Linked DNA regions of Mus musculus: region 1 is linked to region 2. A link is a contact called in public HiChIP or PLAC-seq data. All regions are on one chromosome and are shown on one strand. The core of a region is the stretch at or near the end of the contact, and the rest is flanking DNA. Distances in the headings are between cores, read along the strand shown. Region 1 overlaps Retreg1 (reticulophagy regulator 1). Region 2 has its middle 14 kb from the start of Retreg1.

What was found. HiChIP or PLAC-seq counts read pairs in DNA pulled down with a chosen protein or histone mark.
Region 1: a contact with region 2 is called in an H3K4me3 HiChIP or PLAC-seq map of bone marrow-derived macrophages, with 3 times the contacts expected there. The contact joins two enhancer-like sites. A contact is called at or near these places in 2 of 39 promoter capture datasets (embryonic stem cells and hematopoietic stem and progenitor cells), 2 of 15 datasets of contacts at CTCF or cohesin (CD8 T cells and the NIH/3T3 cell line), 33 of 484 Hi-C or Micro-C datasets (the CH12 cell line, the Patski cell line, Th2 cells and 17 more), 13 of 115 datasets of contacts at active chromatin or transcription factors (the HPC-7 cell line, bone marrow-derived dendritic cells, bone marrow-derived macrophages and 8 more) and 1 of 9 other capture datasets (embryonic tail).

The regions. Positions count from the first base shown.
Region 1 is chr15:25,965,162-25,972,049 of GRCm38.p6, reverse strand. It overlaps Retreg1 (reticulophagy regulator 1), which reads right to left. Exons shown (of 9, transcript NM_001034851.2): 5 at 5,333-5,417; 6 at 3,506-3,643; 7 at 2,190-2,254; 8 at 1,826-1,952; 9 at 1-497. The coding sequence ends at 4. Among named protein-coding and RNA genes, the nearest start is that of Zfp622, 16 kb to the left of the region's middle. Within about 2 kb of position 5,504, at least 23 of the 459 cell types and tissues checked have an H3K27ac peak or open chromatin away from gene starts, as enhancers often do. A contact at or near this core is called in bone marrow-derived macrophages, where this site is marked.
Region 2 is chr15:25,826,394-25,833,015 of GRCm38.p6, reverse strand. No RefSeq gene overlaps it. Among named protein-coding and RNA genes, the nearest start is that of Retreg1, 14 kb to the left of the region's middle. Within about 2 kb of position 4,390, at least 103 of the 459 cell types and tissues checked have an H3K27ac peak or open chromatin away from gene starts, as enhancers often do. A contact at or near this core is called in bone marrow-derived macrophages, where this site is marked.

The sequences.
Region 1 (6,888 bases), core at 4,255-6,754, 140 kb before region 2:
CGGTTAATGGCCTCCAAGCAGATTGGAGAGGAAGCCTGAGGATTTCTTACTTTGCTGGGCTTCTGCCCCTTGGTCTTGTGTTAGTCCCAGCTCACTCTCAATTTGATCTAGCTCTGCCTGGTCAAGTAGTTCAAAGTCATCCCCCTCCTCAGTGTCTGTGTCCTCTCCCGCAGTGGGCGCCACCTGAGTGAGTGCCTGCCGGGCTCCTTCTAGCTGGTCTTTGATGGCAGCCGTCATGGCGGCTGTGATGACATCCCCAGCCAGGTTGCTCATCAAGTGAAGGGCTTGGTCGCTCTTGAGAGGAAGTGAGAGGCCAGCTGCCGACTGCCGTTCTTTGCTTGGTCTGTGAGCACTATCCAACTGCTGCTTCTTTCTCTTGAGCTCTGTGGGTAAGCCCAGGCTTAATTCATCTTCATCATTTGTTCCCGTCCCATTTTCCAGAGATGGAAAATCTGAAAGATCTCGAGAGAAAACTTCCTCACTGGGCCGGTCAAGATCTATAAAATGCGTAACAGAGGTTGGTGAGGAAGTGCCAGAACACATCTGAAATAAGAGCTGTCTACAGTGACTTTGACCAGAACCCTCAGAGCAGTGGTCTAAGAGAATCACTGTAGACCCCCACTAGAATCCCACGTAATAGACTCCTGCTGAATCGATGGCAGTATCTCTCCACAAGTAGACAAATGCTATATATATTTTCCTTGTGTTTTTAGCTTTCCTATTAAGCATAAAATAGTGTATATAAGGGTATTCAATTTTGCCTAGTATGAACTATGGGGTTTAACTAAAGTTTTTGCTGTTTCTGATATTCTTCACTGTCAATTTGATTGAACTTAAAATGACATAGGAAACACTCCTCTTGGCATGTCAGTGAAGGTGTTTCCAGCGAGGTTTAGCTGAGGAGGGAAGATCCACCCTGAATATGGTCAGCACATGGTAACTGAATAAAAAGATGAGAAAATGGGAAAGCGCCGGGCAGTGGTGACGCACACCTTTAAACCCAGCACTTGGGAGGCAGAGGCAGGCGGATTTCTGGGTTCAAGGCCAGCCTGGTCTACAGAGTGAGTTCCAGGACAGCCAGGGCTACACAGAGAAACCCTGTCTGAAAAAAAAAAAAGAAAAAGAAAAGAAAATGGGAAAGCAAGCTGAGCAGGTGCAACATAAGCATCTGCCTCGTGTTCTTGCTACTGCAGCTAGAGTAGCCCTCACCACCAGGCTCTTCCCCCCTGATGGGCTTTGCCCCCAAGATGTGAGCCTAAATCAAACCTTTTCCAGGTTGCTGTTATCAGGTGTTTGCCACAACGACGGGTAAAATAACTAACACAGTGTTTATCATAATCACTCCACCTTGCCCTTTGAAAATATATATGATTATGTAAGGAAGGGGTCAGTGAGTGAAGAGAAACCTGGCAGGAGATCCCAGGGATCAAACTCAGGTGACCAGGTTTGGCATCAGGCGCCATATTCCACAATATGTCAGCCACTCCAAAAAAAAAAAAAAAAAAAGTCGTTTCAATTGGTGACCACTCAGCATTCCCTCCCAGAAGTCCCTCCCTCTCGGGATATGGACTCGGCTGTTCTGGAGAGTCCATTAAACTACAATTAGAGAATAAGTGGCCTCTGCCTCTAGCTGCTTTTCACTTAGCACAGTTCTTTCAAGGTTCAGGTGGGCTATACCAGGTACCTGTAGTTCATTCAGGGTTAAATTATAGTTATGTCCTCTGTGCAAACAGTCCACATTTTATGAACCACTCAGAGGTGTCGGAAGCTAAGTTGTCTTTCCTGTATTCAGTACCAAGAAAAGTGAGAGAGCCCAGCAGCTTACCGTCAGAAGTGTCTGTCTGCGGAGTGTACCCCTCTGAAAGGTTGAAGGTCCCATTGTCAGTCCAAGAGACTTCTGACACATCTGTGTCTGACACAGATAACTCTTTGGCAGCAACTGTGAGGCTAATCTGTGTGAACAGAAATCACGGGAGCACATTTTAAACTGAAGAAACCTTTTTAAAAATCCATATTACCCCCCTAAATGTTAAAGTAAAAAAAAATCAGTGATCATTTTCCTTTGAGATTATTTAGTCATCTCATAAAACAGAAGATAAATTGTGTTATATACAAGTCTATTAGGACAATCAATCTATTTTATGTAAATAAATGGCCAAACCACACAGAAACAAATTGACCAAAAATACCTTAGGACAAAGAGCTGAAAAGTCTAATTCACTGTCATCCTTGTGACTTTTTTCTTTATCTGCTTCTGTTGAGGAAAAAAACGGGGGCGGGGGGCAGGCATTTAGTTTCCTGCAAAGCTTAGACATAGTACATTTATTTTAATATATTCTCCCCACATCCAGCTATACATTCCAGTGCTTCCCTGTAACAGTATTGAAGAAGCTATACATATTTGCAAATGTTTGCTTTCCAGGGGATATGGTGAACATCTGTGTTCTCACAGCATGACCCAGCAGGAGCAGCAGCCCTGGGAACTCTTGAACAGTGTAGACTCTGTGCTATCCTAGACCTCCTGAGTCAGAGTCTGTACTGTGCTGTACAGTCCAGGTCACTCGTCATTCTAATGCACTCTATAGCCTGAGAAACTGTAAAGTCAAATGTATGTATGTATGTATGTATGTACATGTATGTATATTATATTCATATATATATATATTTTATATGTGATTTATTGTATATATCAGTTTCCTTAATCACACTAAAACTCCCCTTTTCTCCCCCTTGTTATTTCAGTCCCCTCTTACATGGCTCCCACACTTATCCATACTTCTGAAGTTTTCAATAACCCAACCCAAATAAGATAAAGCACCCCATGCATAACAAAGAGAGTTGCTGAAGCCCTCTCTCCTTTCCCTGCCCATCTGTGTGTTTTGTGACGTATTTACATTTCTGCTCTTTGACAGTCTTGTGTGTGTGTGTGTGTGTGTGTGTGTGTGTGTGTGTGTGTGTGTGTGTGATCAATCTTGGTCCTTCACCTCTCTGTTGCCCCTGTCCTCCTGGTGATGCTCTTCTTTCCAGCAGCTCTCCCGCTCTCTCATCTTCACTGTGTGTGCCCCTGAGTTTAAATGGGGTTGACTGGGTGACCATGAGTGGCATCTTATCTGAAGCATGGGCAGCGTGTCAGTGCTACATCAGTGAAGGCAGTGAGTCCCCTCCCGGCAGCCCCTGCTAACTCTTCAGGGAGCAGTGGGAGCTCAAGAGCCCTGCCCACCTCCAGGATGCATGGTGACAGGCAGTCTCATGTGCTTCTTGTGCGGGTCACCTCTCTGGGAGTGACTTCAGGACTGCCATCTTTCCATTCCCTCTGTTCCTTGCCAGGGTAGGGTGATTATAGCCATGCCCCATTTAGAAACATGCACCATGTGTATTTTAAAAGTCAATCTACTTAACTGCACATTTGAGAAAAGAATATAAGCCAGAATAAGGAAAGACTACTCAGATTACACAGGTAGAAAACAATTTCTACACACAGAACTAATAATCAAACTAGACCTACCAGATCTCTCACGTTTCTTCTGGTTAATATATTCTCCAATTCCAAAATCTAGTTTTAATAGAATGGACTTGACTTTGCTGTATATTTTTTGTCCAATATCATTACATTTAAACAGTGGACACAAAAAAGCAAACAGTACTGAAAAATAAAGAAGAAAATAATACAGGTAAAGTGTTCGTTCTGAATGCTTACATTTTAGTATTTTACAAGATAATGTTTCGTTTATCCCTTCATCAAGTACACTCCTAATTTTTATTCTTACTCTGTGGTAAAAACATACTTTACCACACACACACGCACACACACACACCATAAAAACCTATAACCACTGTCCCCGGCTAAAATCTTACTTCTGTTTAACATTGCTGTTTATCATGAGAACATGATTGCATCTTATTAACTTCTTGTCAATGATACTGGGATGGTGTTTTGTGGGGTTGCTCTAGCTGGCCATGCAGTTAAGCTCGGCACAAACAAGATGGAGAATACCTTGCTCCTAACTCCTTTGCCAGCACTTTTCTCACTTATTTTCTACATAATGTGGATCCAGTAACTACTGTAAGTTCTGTTTGGAAGACCGGATGGAGCTTCAACCATTTGCCAGGTGTACTGTGCATCAGGAATACAGAAGAAGGGAAGAGAGCCACGCTGGCTGTACTGTGCATTCAGTGTTTGATGTTTGGTTGTTGATGGGTAATGTCCTCTTTTAGTCATATTTAAAGCCCAGTGGAGTACATGTAAAACTCAAAAGCCAATGTAAAAATGGAAATGGGGGTTAGCAGAGATATTGCCCTGCTGAGAGCTAACAGCCAGATCTTCGTATATTTTAGGAAAAGTAGAATATATAATGTGAAGATCTTTTTAGAGTTATAATTCACATATAACAAATTACATGTAATGTTACAACTTGATAAGTTGTGACATGTAATCAACAAGAATTCTTGGTACAATCATAACAGTAAACAGTTTACGGCTAGCAAGTTGCCTCATGTCGGTATTAATCCTTTTTGCCTCTTGCCTCTCCCTGACCACACCCAACTCATCCTTGGCAACCACTGATCTACTTTTTGACTATTCTGGAATTATATATAAATAGAACTATATAGTACAAGCTGTGGCTTTTCCCATTCAGCCTAATTACTTTGGAATTTATCTATAGTACTGCATGCATCAATTTTTAGTGCTGGGTAATAATCCATTATATGGATATAGCGCAGTTTATCTGTCTCTGTAAGGCTCATATGAATTGTATCCCTTTGTGCTACTAAAACCAAACCTGCCATGAACATTTGTGTATAACTATTTGCAGAGATGTATCCAACTGTTTCTCTTGGGTAAATATCGAATTGTGAGACAGCCAGCTATACAATAGACACAGACGTGCAGTTTTCTGATGGCACCATTCTACCTACCTACCCCTGAGAATGAGGGCTGCTCTATATCAGTACTCTGTTTGATGTGATGTTCTTAATTTAGGCCTTTCTGGCACAGATACAGTGATATCTCATTGTGATTTTTACCTTTGGTTTCACAAAACATGCACAAAGGCAAGAGTGTAAGTGTATTTGTGCAGAGTGGGGCATAGTGCTCAGTTAAATATTCAATGTAGAACTTAACATTTTTTTTTATGATCCTGCATTTTGCATCTGTGCTTCCAGATGTTTAAATATAACTGTCTCTAGGGGACAGGAGAAATGTCATTGCCATGAGACTTATTTGATCATTCAGAGCTTCCCTTTACCCTTCCAAACTAAACAGAGGATCTGATAAGCACTAAGGAAGCCATTCGGGCCACACAAATTAGTCAATCGTTTTTACTATACTTACACAGAAGGTAGCTGAGTATGACCCCAGGAATGTAACTTCCCAAGATTGTAAAAAATGTGCACACACTGCAGACCAGGAGGCAAAACTAGAAGTAACAGAAATAGCATGGGACAGTTATCCACAACAGCAAGGCACAGTAGAAGAGGCATGATGTGTATCCTGTATTATGCAAGCCACGTGTTTCTTCAGCAGCACTGGTCATACTTAGGAACCCCAAGGAAGCATTTGAACACTTCAGAATTATCAATTTGCACACAGAGGAGCTAATTCAGGAATGACAAGTTCCTTTACGCAGGCCTGTTGATGTACTACTGCCAGGTGCAGGAGACTCAAATAGTAACATGTCCCCAGGAGTGACTTTTACTCAGCCTGATAAGTAATCAAACTACTACCATAAAACCGTGGAAATCCAGAGGCAGAGCCAGCCACGCCTGTTGTAAGAGTGCCTGTAGGAATCTGATGTCATCTCCTGCTGGTAAACCTTGGGCATAAACCTGTAAACATCACAATCCTCCCTAACTGTACCCACACACATCTGGGTTACCCCAAAACTAAACCAAATGTAAGGAGACTTTTACAGTGAATTCTGTTTTTCTCCTCTCTGTCAATTACAGAGCAAGAGCAAAATCTTTGGTCGTGTCTCTAGCTGCATATGTAGCAGAAGATGGCCTAGTCGGCCATCGGGAAGCGAGGTCCCTTGGTCTTGCCAACTTTATATGGCCCAGTACAGGGGAATGCCAGGGTCAAAAAGTGGGAGTGGGTGGGTAGGGGAGCGGGGGGGGGTTATAGGGAACTTTCAGGATAGCATTTGAAATGGAAATAAAAAAATCTAATGAAAAAAAGAAAAAAAATTTAAAACAGTCTTAGCAAACTGTCCTAGGTCACATGGGAAGCATCAGTCTAGAGAGGTTTCTCCTTCAGTCTTCACTTGTTTCCTGAACTCTGCTCATGAGGCACCTAATTTTCTATGCATTAGTTTTACATGGAGGTGCTGAATTAAACTGCCAAGCATATTCACTAAGGGGCTCTCAAAAATAGTAAGAGATGCGCATCTCTGGCCAAAACCTGCTTAAGAAAAAGAACAAGGGCTCTAAACTTCAGGTTAACTGGCATTTCATTCCATGTGGTTAATAGAGTTCAGATGAACTTGTGGAACAAAACGAAGAGCCTTGAAAGGATTAGGAGTTTCAGAAGAAATGTCACAGAAGTTGAAAGAAGAAATAAGTCAACACAGGCATGAGTACACCCAGAAATCTGCTGTGCAAAGGGATTTGTAATCTCCTATGTTCTGTAGCATCATAACCTTTAACTAATTGGACATTAGTTAAAAGGACTAAGGCACATTAATGTAATGCATGGGAGACATTGTGAGTTGAGACTCTTCCAACACTATATATATGATCATGTCGTGTTGGTCAAATAAGCACTAAAATCGTCGAGCCTCACTTGTGTATCAATTCTAAAACTGACTGTGGTTAAAGAAATCCTTTAAAATACAGCACCTCCAATTCAATACGAAATGTTCCGGGCGCTGTTCTATTAATACGGGTGAGGTT
Region 2 (6,622 bases), core at 3,141-5,640:
ACAGTGTGAAGAGTCAGAAAGAGAAATTAGTCTTTTTTCATGGGCACAGCTTAGCCACTGTCCTCTGCAGAGTACTTGACTCATAGCCATGAGCTGGAGAGATGCTTCCCTGAGGTACTGGGCTCAGTTAGTCTGTGTTGGAAGCAGGACATCTTCACGGCCAAAACTGCAAAGGCCACCCTGTCCTTCACTAACTCTCCAGTAGAGATGGCCCAGAAGCCACTGGGAGGAAGTCCACATTGGCCTCTTGTGAATCAGGTCACAGTGTGTGCTTGCATAATGTACAATTAGACAATCACCTCTCTTGGGAAACATCATTTCTATTATGAGTCTCCCCATCCTTGAGGACCCATCTGGAAGACATCATAGCCTGGGTGCATTCTAGCAGGCTCACGAGGGACATGGACCCTACTCTCCCCTGATGCCACTTCCAGTGAGAAGCTCGCATCCACAGAGAAGCCCAAAGTCAATGCCTGGAAGGTTTCTTTAACTCTGAACTGATGAAGGTTCCCAGTGGAAGAACACTACAGCATGGACCGAGGGATTGTGGAGCAACCTTTGGGGACAGGGTTTGAACAAGAGTAAAGGACAGTAGTTTAATATTACCTTTTGGCTGAAGAAAGCTTAGTGTCAATAATGACCCCACAGGAATGAGCTCACTTCCAGACCAGATATTGTGCACTGAGTATGACTGACTACCAAGGAGAGCCAGAGAGTCTCAGATGATATGATGATGCTAGGTCTAACTGGGAACACCTTGTGTGCCAGAAGGCAAAGGCATCCTCATTAACGCCATAACGGCTCTTGTCAAGGACACAGAAGCCAGACTGGGATCTCAGGAACCCGAGACCCAAAGTTCTGAGGATGAAGAACCCTGGTGAATGACTATAATACACTGGCTTTAATATATATATATATATATATATATATATATATATATATATATATAATTCCAGAGCGATTCTAAAGAGACAGGAAAAGATCTGGTTACGGGAATATATTGAATATATAGATTAAGTTTTATGCCAGCTTGTAATTCTCTATGTAATAATTTATTTAGACAGTGATAACCAATGAATCACATAACCCACTGAAGAGAAGTCTAGAGAGAAAGCAGTTACTCCCATGACCTCACAAGTTACATGTTAATTTCAAAGGCAACCCACGTGGCCTTTACATTGAGGAAATCTGACCGGACCTGCCATGTCTACATCCTGTCATGCTGGCACCAGCTGTAGTGGGACAATCTGACTCTTAAGTTCCGGATCTGAAGATGCCAGAGAAGGGCACTCCGAGACAAAATATCCTGGAAAGGTTTCATCTACATCTCACTTGGACATAACAGATGAGAATGTGCTAGTTAGGTTTTTGCTAACTTGACACAAGTTAGAGACACCTGGGACAAGGGAACTTCAGTGAGGAACTGCTTCCACGAGACTTCTCTGTGGCCATGTCTTGAGACATTTTCTTCTTTGCTAGTTGATGAAAGAGGGCCCGGCCCACTCCTGGGCAGTGCCGTCCTGGGCTGTTGGCCTGGGCTGCATAGGAAAGACATCTGAACATGAACCTAGGAGAAAGGCAGTCAGCAGCATTTCTCCATAGTCCCCACTGCAATTACTGTCTCCAGGTGTCTGCTTGAGTTCCTGCCTGAGTCCCCACAATGATGGAATATGACTTGGAAGTATGGGCCAACAGAAAGCCTTCCCGCCCACCAAGCTGTTTTGTTCCGTGTCTCACCATAGCACCAGAAAGCAAACCAGAACATCAAAGAATCCAGGGAATGGGCACTTTGCAGGTTACCTGGGCTGGGTTTTCAGAGCCCAGTGATAATGTTGGCAACGTATATGGGGAGAGAGAAAAGCCAGATCATCGTGAGAAATTTGATTGGATTCTCAGTGAAGACAATAGGTGCAGTCTAAGGGTATTCAGAGGACAGTTGGAGAAATCGGAGTGCAGAGAGTACGCTAGATGACTTTGTTGAATTAACATTAATGCTCTTCAGTACTAGTGATTCTAACCTGCTGGAAAACAACATTTCTCTTTAGTTACGCAAGATGCAGGCAGGGATCAAACATTGTGAGGATAGCTGCCTGCTGTCAGCCAAGGGAGATGGGAAGCGTGTGTATGTGGGTGGAAGGGAATGAGAAGGCTGGTGTTGGAAAGGTGTTGGTGTGTGTGTGTGTGTGTGTGTGTGTGTGTGTGTGTGAGCATGAGTGTATCCAGGGGTTCATTGTGTAAGTCTAGAATTGTCTAAGTTAATGTGGCTTTGAAACGCCTCAAAACAACTGGGAAAAAAAGTGCTTTTCAGAAGACAGAGAAAATAGGAAATAGAGTAGCTCTAAAATAAGAATTAGGTCATTTCCTTTTACTTCCTGTTCCCCAAAGCAGTGCCTCATAGGTGACAGCAATTTTTCCTACTTGTGAACTGTTGCTTAAGATCCTTGTGACACCACTTAGCAGGGTAACACTGGCTTTTCTGGAGACAGGAAGAGATGAAATGTTTATCTTCTCCAAGAAGCAGAGTTCTGTACGTAAATTCCTTAGTGTTTTTGTTTGTTTGTTTGTCTGTGTTTGTTTGTTTTAATTGAGCTTCATCTGTCCCTAAGACCATGGAAGGGAAGGAACAGAGGTGAATAAATACCTTGCCATTGATGGGTACAGAATCAAACATGGAAAGAGGGAGCCAACACTTTTAGAGCAGCTAATAGCAGCCAAGGGGGCGATAGGAGGAGAAATTCTACTGGTAAGTATAAGGGCCATCAGGGACCCTGGTCTAAATACAGAGGAGCATACTAACTTCAATAAATTACATGAGGTTGGTGAAAAGACCTTTGCCGTTTCCAAAATTAGAACCAAGTGTTTGCAACAAAGAAGGCTTCTGAGCCAGGGTTTCAAGAGTGTGATGGCTATTCTTGGTTGTCAACCTGACTGCTTCCAGAATTAACAAAAACCCAAGCAGCTGGATATACTTGGGAGAGACGTTTTTCTTAGTTAAATAATTTGAAGTGGGAAGACCAAGTTTTAATCTGGATCTTTTGAGGTGGGAAAAATCCACCTTTAATGTGGGCCACACTTTCTGAAGAACATGGAAGAAGGAAGCTTACTCTTTGCCTGCTCTCTCTCCCTCTGTCTGGCAAGTCCATTCCTTTCCTGGCATTGGAGGCTACTTCTTCAGGATTCTGGTGTATACTGAAGACCAGCTGAGATGTCTGGCCTTGTGGACTGAACAACTACTGGATTCTCAGAACTTTCATTGGTAGATAACCATTATTGAACTAGTTGAACTACAATATATAAGCCATTCTAACAAGTCCCATATATACATATATATGAATGATATGTCCCATATATAATAATTAATTCTGTATATAATGTATATACACATATACATGAATATGTATGTATACACACACACACACACACACACACACACATATTCACTCTATAAGGTCTGCATCTGTTCACCTAGAGAATCCTAAGACAAAGAATATCAAGTTTTCCAGACAAATGGGTAGGCATCCCAAGTAAAGGGACCAGAACCCAGAACATGCAACATCAAGTGAGCATGGCATTCTTAAGAACTGACAACTAGTTAGTTCCTGCTTGAACATAGGATGCTTACACATACAGTGTCCCAGTTAGGTTTGTATTGCTGTGAAAAACTTGAGTTTGATTCTCCAAGGCCCGCACCATAGAAGAAGAAAACCAGCTCTGACAGCTTGTCCTCTGACTCCCACACCTACACTTTGCCACACGCACAAGCACACACAGACGTGTATAAATAAAAACAAATGTGAGTTTAGGAAGAAACTAATGATCATGAGATTTGTTGTCCTTACCAAGACATGGAGTAGAGAGGAAAGACAAACGAGAGAGAGAGAGAGAGAGAGAGAGAGAGAGAGAGAGAGAGAGAGAGAGAGGCTTGAGTTTTGGAGATGGTGCATTTCAGCTAGCCAGGTCCACTAGGACAAGCGCCCAGAAGACCTCTTGCTATTGAGTCGATTCTAGAATCCATGTGGTGTTCCTGGGTATGTTAGTGCCAAGGCACTAAGTGGCAGAAGCTAGGTGGCTTCATTTATGTCTTCCAATAAGCAAATCACAGAGATAAGCAAGCATAGGTGGACAATACAAAAGCCTGGAATTCCTCAGGGTGTGTTAACATTCTAATACGTATTAAGTGCAATGAAGGAGAACAGCGGGCAGCAGATCCGGACAGCTCGTTGAAAGAGAGGTAGGGGTGGTCAGGGAAGTGATGTTTTGAGTCGAGAGATGGAAAGCAACACAGTCACGTGACATTCAGGAAGCCAGGCCATGTCAGACAGAGCAAAGGGGAAGTGTGGGAGTCTCAAAGCTTAGACTGTCTTGCAAATAACTACTCAAGAAACCACAGGAACATCGCAGCAGCTGAACAGAGAGGTCAAGGGCAGGAGGCGGAGAAATGATAGCAATGAGCCCACAGAGCTAGTGGAAGAGAACGCTCACATGGAGAGAACGCTCACATGGCAAACAAGCACTTGTGAAACAGTGGTGACATGCTTGCCAGTGTTCCATTGGCATGACAAATCCCTGAGAAGGTCAACTGCAGGGCGGGCGGGTTAGCTATATTTTACTCACAGTTTCGAAGGTTTCAGTCTGAAGTCAGTTAGAACCACTGTTTCTGAGCCAGCACAGCATTGTGAGGGTGTATACTGCAAAGCTGCTCACCTCGTGGTGGTCAAGAAGGAAGAGTAGCAGGGAGGGCCCCGTTGCATTGTGTATGTCTTTAAGAGCACACTCTACTTTCCTCCAACTCAATCCCACCCCCAGATTCCCACCACTTCCCAGTTATACCTATAAATTACTAATCCATCCACAGACGATTCCATTGATGAGTTCCAGCCCTCAGGAGCTGCTTTCTCCAAAGTCATGCCTCTAAACACTGCAGTACTAATGTTCATCAGAGGAGTCATTTGAGGGCACACCTCTTCCAGCAGATGGGTTTTCTGCAAGTGATTCGATGTGACTTTCATCTTTAAAAGGCTGTTTAGGTCACCAATGAGGAGACTAGCATGGCATCAAGGATACAGGCTGACATCTGAAGGAATGTGAGAATCCGGGAGAGAATAGCAAGCATTCTTTCTTAAGTGTACTGTGCCTCACATACATCGTACTCAGCCAAGCAGAGGTGGAAGGAAGCAAACTAGATAGAAAGCCCATATGCTGAAGGGAGGGAACGTCACTTCTAAATAACACTAAAGACCCAGGACTGGGAAGCTGGGATCTGTGACAGAAAGGCAAAGAGCGCCTGATGAGTCTTGCGTCTTCATGCTGAAGTAAGTACGGACTGAGTACAAAAATTTAAACAAGACTATTGAAATAGGGATTAGGGGTGTCAGGGTACCACAAGAGCTGAATGGCTAGGGGTTCCTGAGAGATGAATGTGGTGGGGGTACTGTTGAGTTTCTGCAGACCGTGGCCATACACCTGAAGCGAGGGTCGGAGCCTGTGTGGTACACATGCACCCATAGGCCCAACTTCATGGGGGGCTTGGGTAGGAGGATAGCTCAAACCAAGGAATTTGAGGCCAGCCTGGATCCCACAGCGCAGCCCTATCTACTGTGTGGGAGCTCAGGACTGCAATCTTAGCACTGTGGACACTGAGACAAGCGTGCTGTAATTTCAAAGACAGTCTGGGCTTCATAGGCAGACACTGATCCTGAGAAAGGGAGAAAGAAAGGAAGAAAGAAAGAGAGAGAGAGAGAGAGAGAGAGAGAGAGAGAGAGGGAGAGAGAGGGAGGGAGGGAGAGAGAGAGGGAGGGAGGGAGAGAGAGAAAGAAAGAAGAAGGAAGATGGAGAAGAGGGGAGGGAGGGAGGAAGGAAGGAGAGAAAGAAAGAGAAAAAGAAAAAGGGAAGGAAGGAAAAAGGAAAGTGAATCACTGTTTCTCCATCAGCCTTCAACTGTTCAACTACAGAGTATTAGTGCTGCCCAAACAAACAAAACAAGTAGGTACTCTGTACATGTATGTGCCTAGACATATATGCATTGCTTCATAGAGTTATGAAAACCAAGAAACCCCACAGGCTGTTGTCTCTGAGCTGTCCCCTCTGGAAAGCCAACAGTACTGGTCAAAGGTCTGAGGTCCAGAGAGCAGTGATCCGTACACCAGCGAGGTTTCAATACCTGAGAGTCAAAAGCTCTCACGGCATACCAATGATCCTGCTTAGGCAGACAAAGCGACCAGAGTAACGTCAATTTTTCTCTGCCTTTGGCTCTTGCAAGTACTCTGCAGACTGGCGGGTGTAGGGATACTGAGGAGAATCATAAGCTCTGCTTAGCCACCAATTCAAGTGTTGATCTCCTCCGGAAACTCCCTCCTAGATACATCCAAAACTTGTGTTTAGTCAGCTGTCTGTGCCTCCTGGAGCTCAGTGAAGCTGACTCATGAAATTAACCATTACATATGAACTTGGAGAGATGGGTGGATCGTGGGTAGAATTACTCAATGCAGGGGGAGGTAGGCACAAAGTGGGAGTTGGAAGTATATAAAAAGGAAAGTTATTGCGATTCTGAACTGAGAGTGGAGACGGCAATGGACATTGAAGAAGGCAGTGACGTCACTCATCCAGAGGTAGGGTGGGGGTT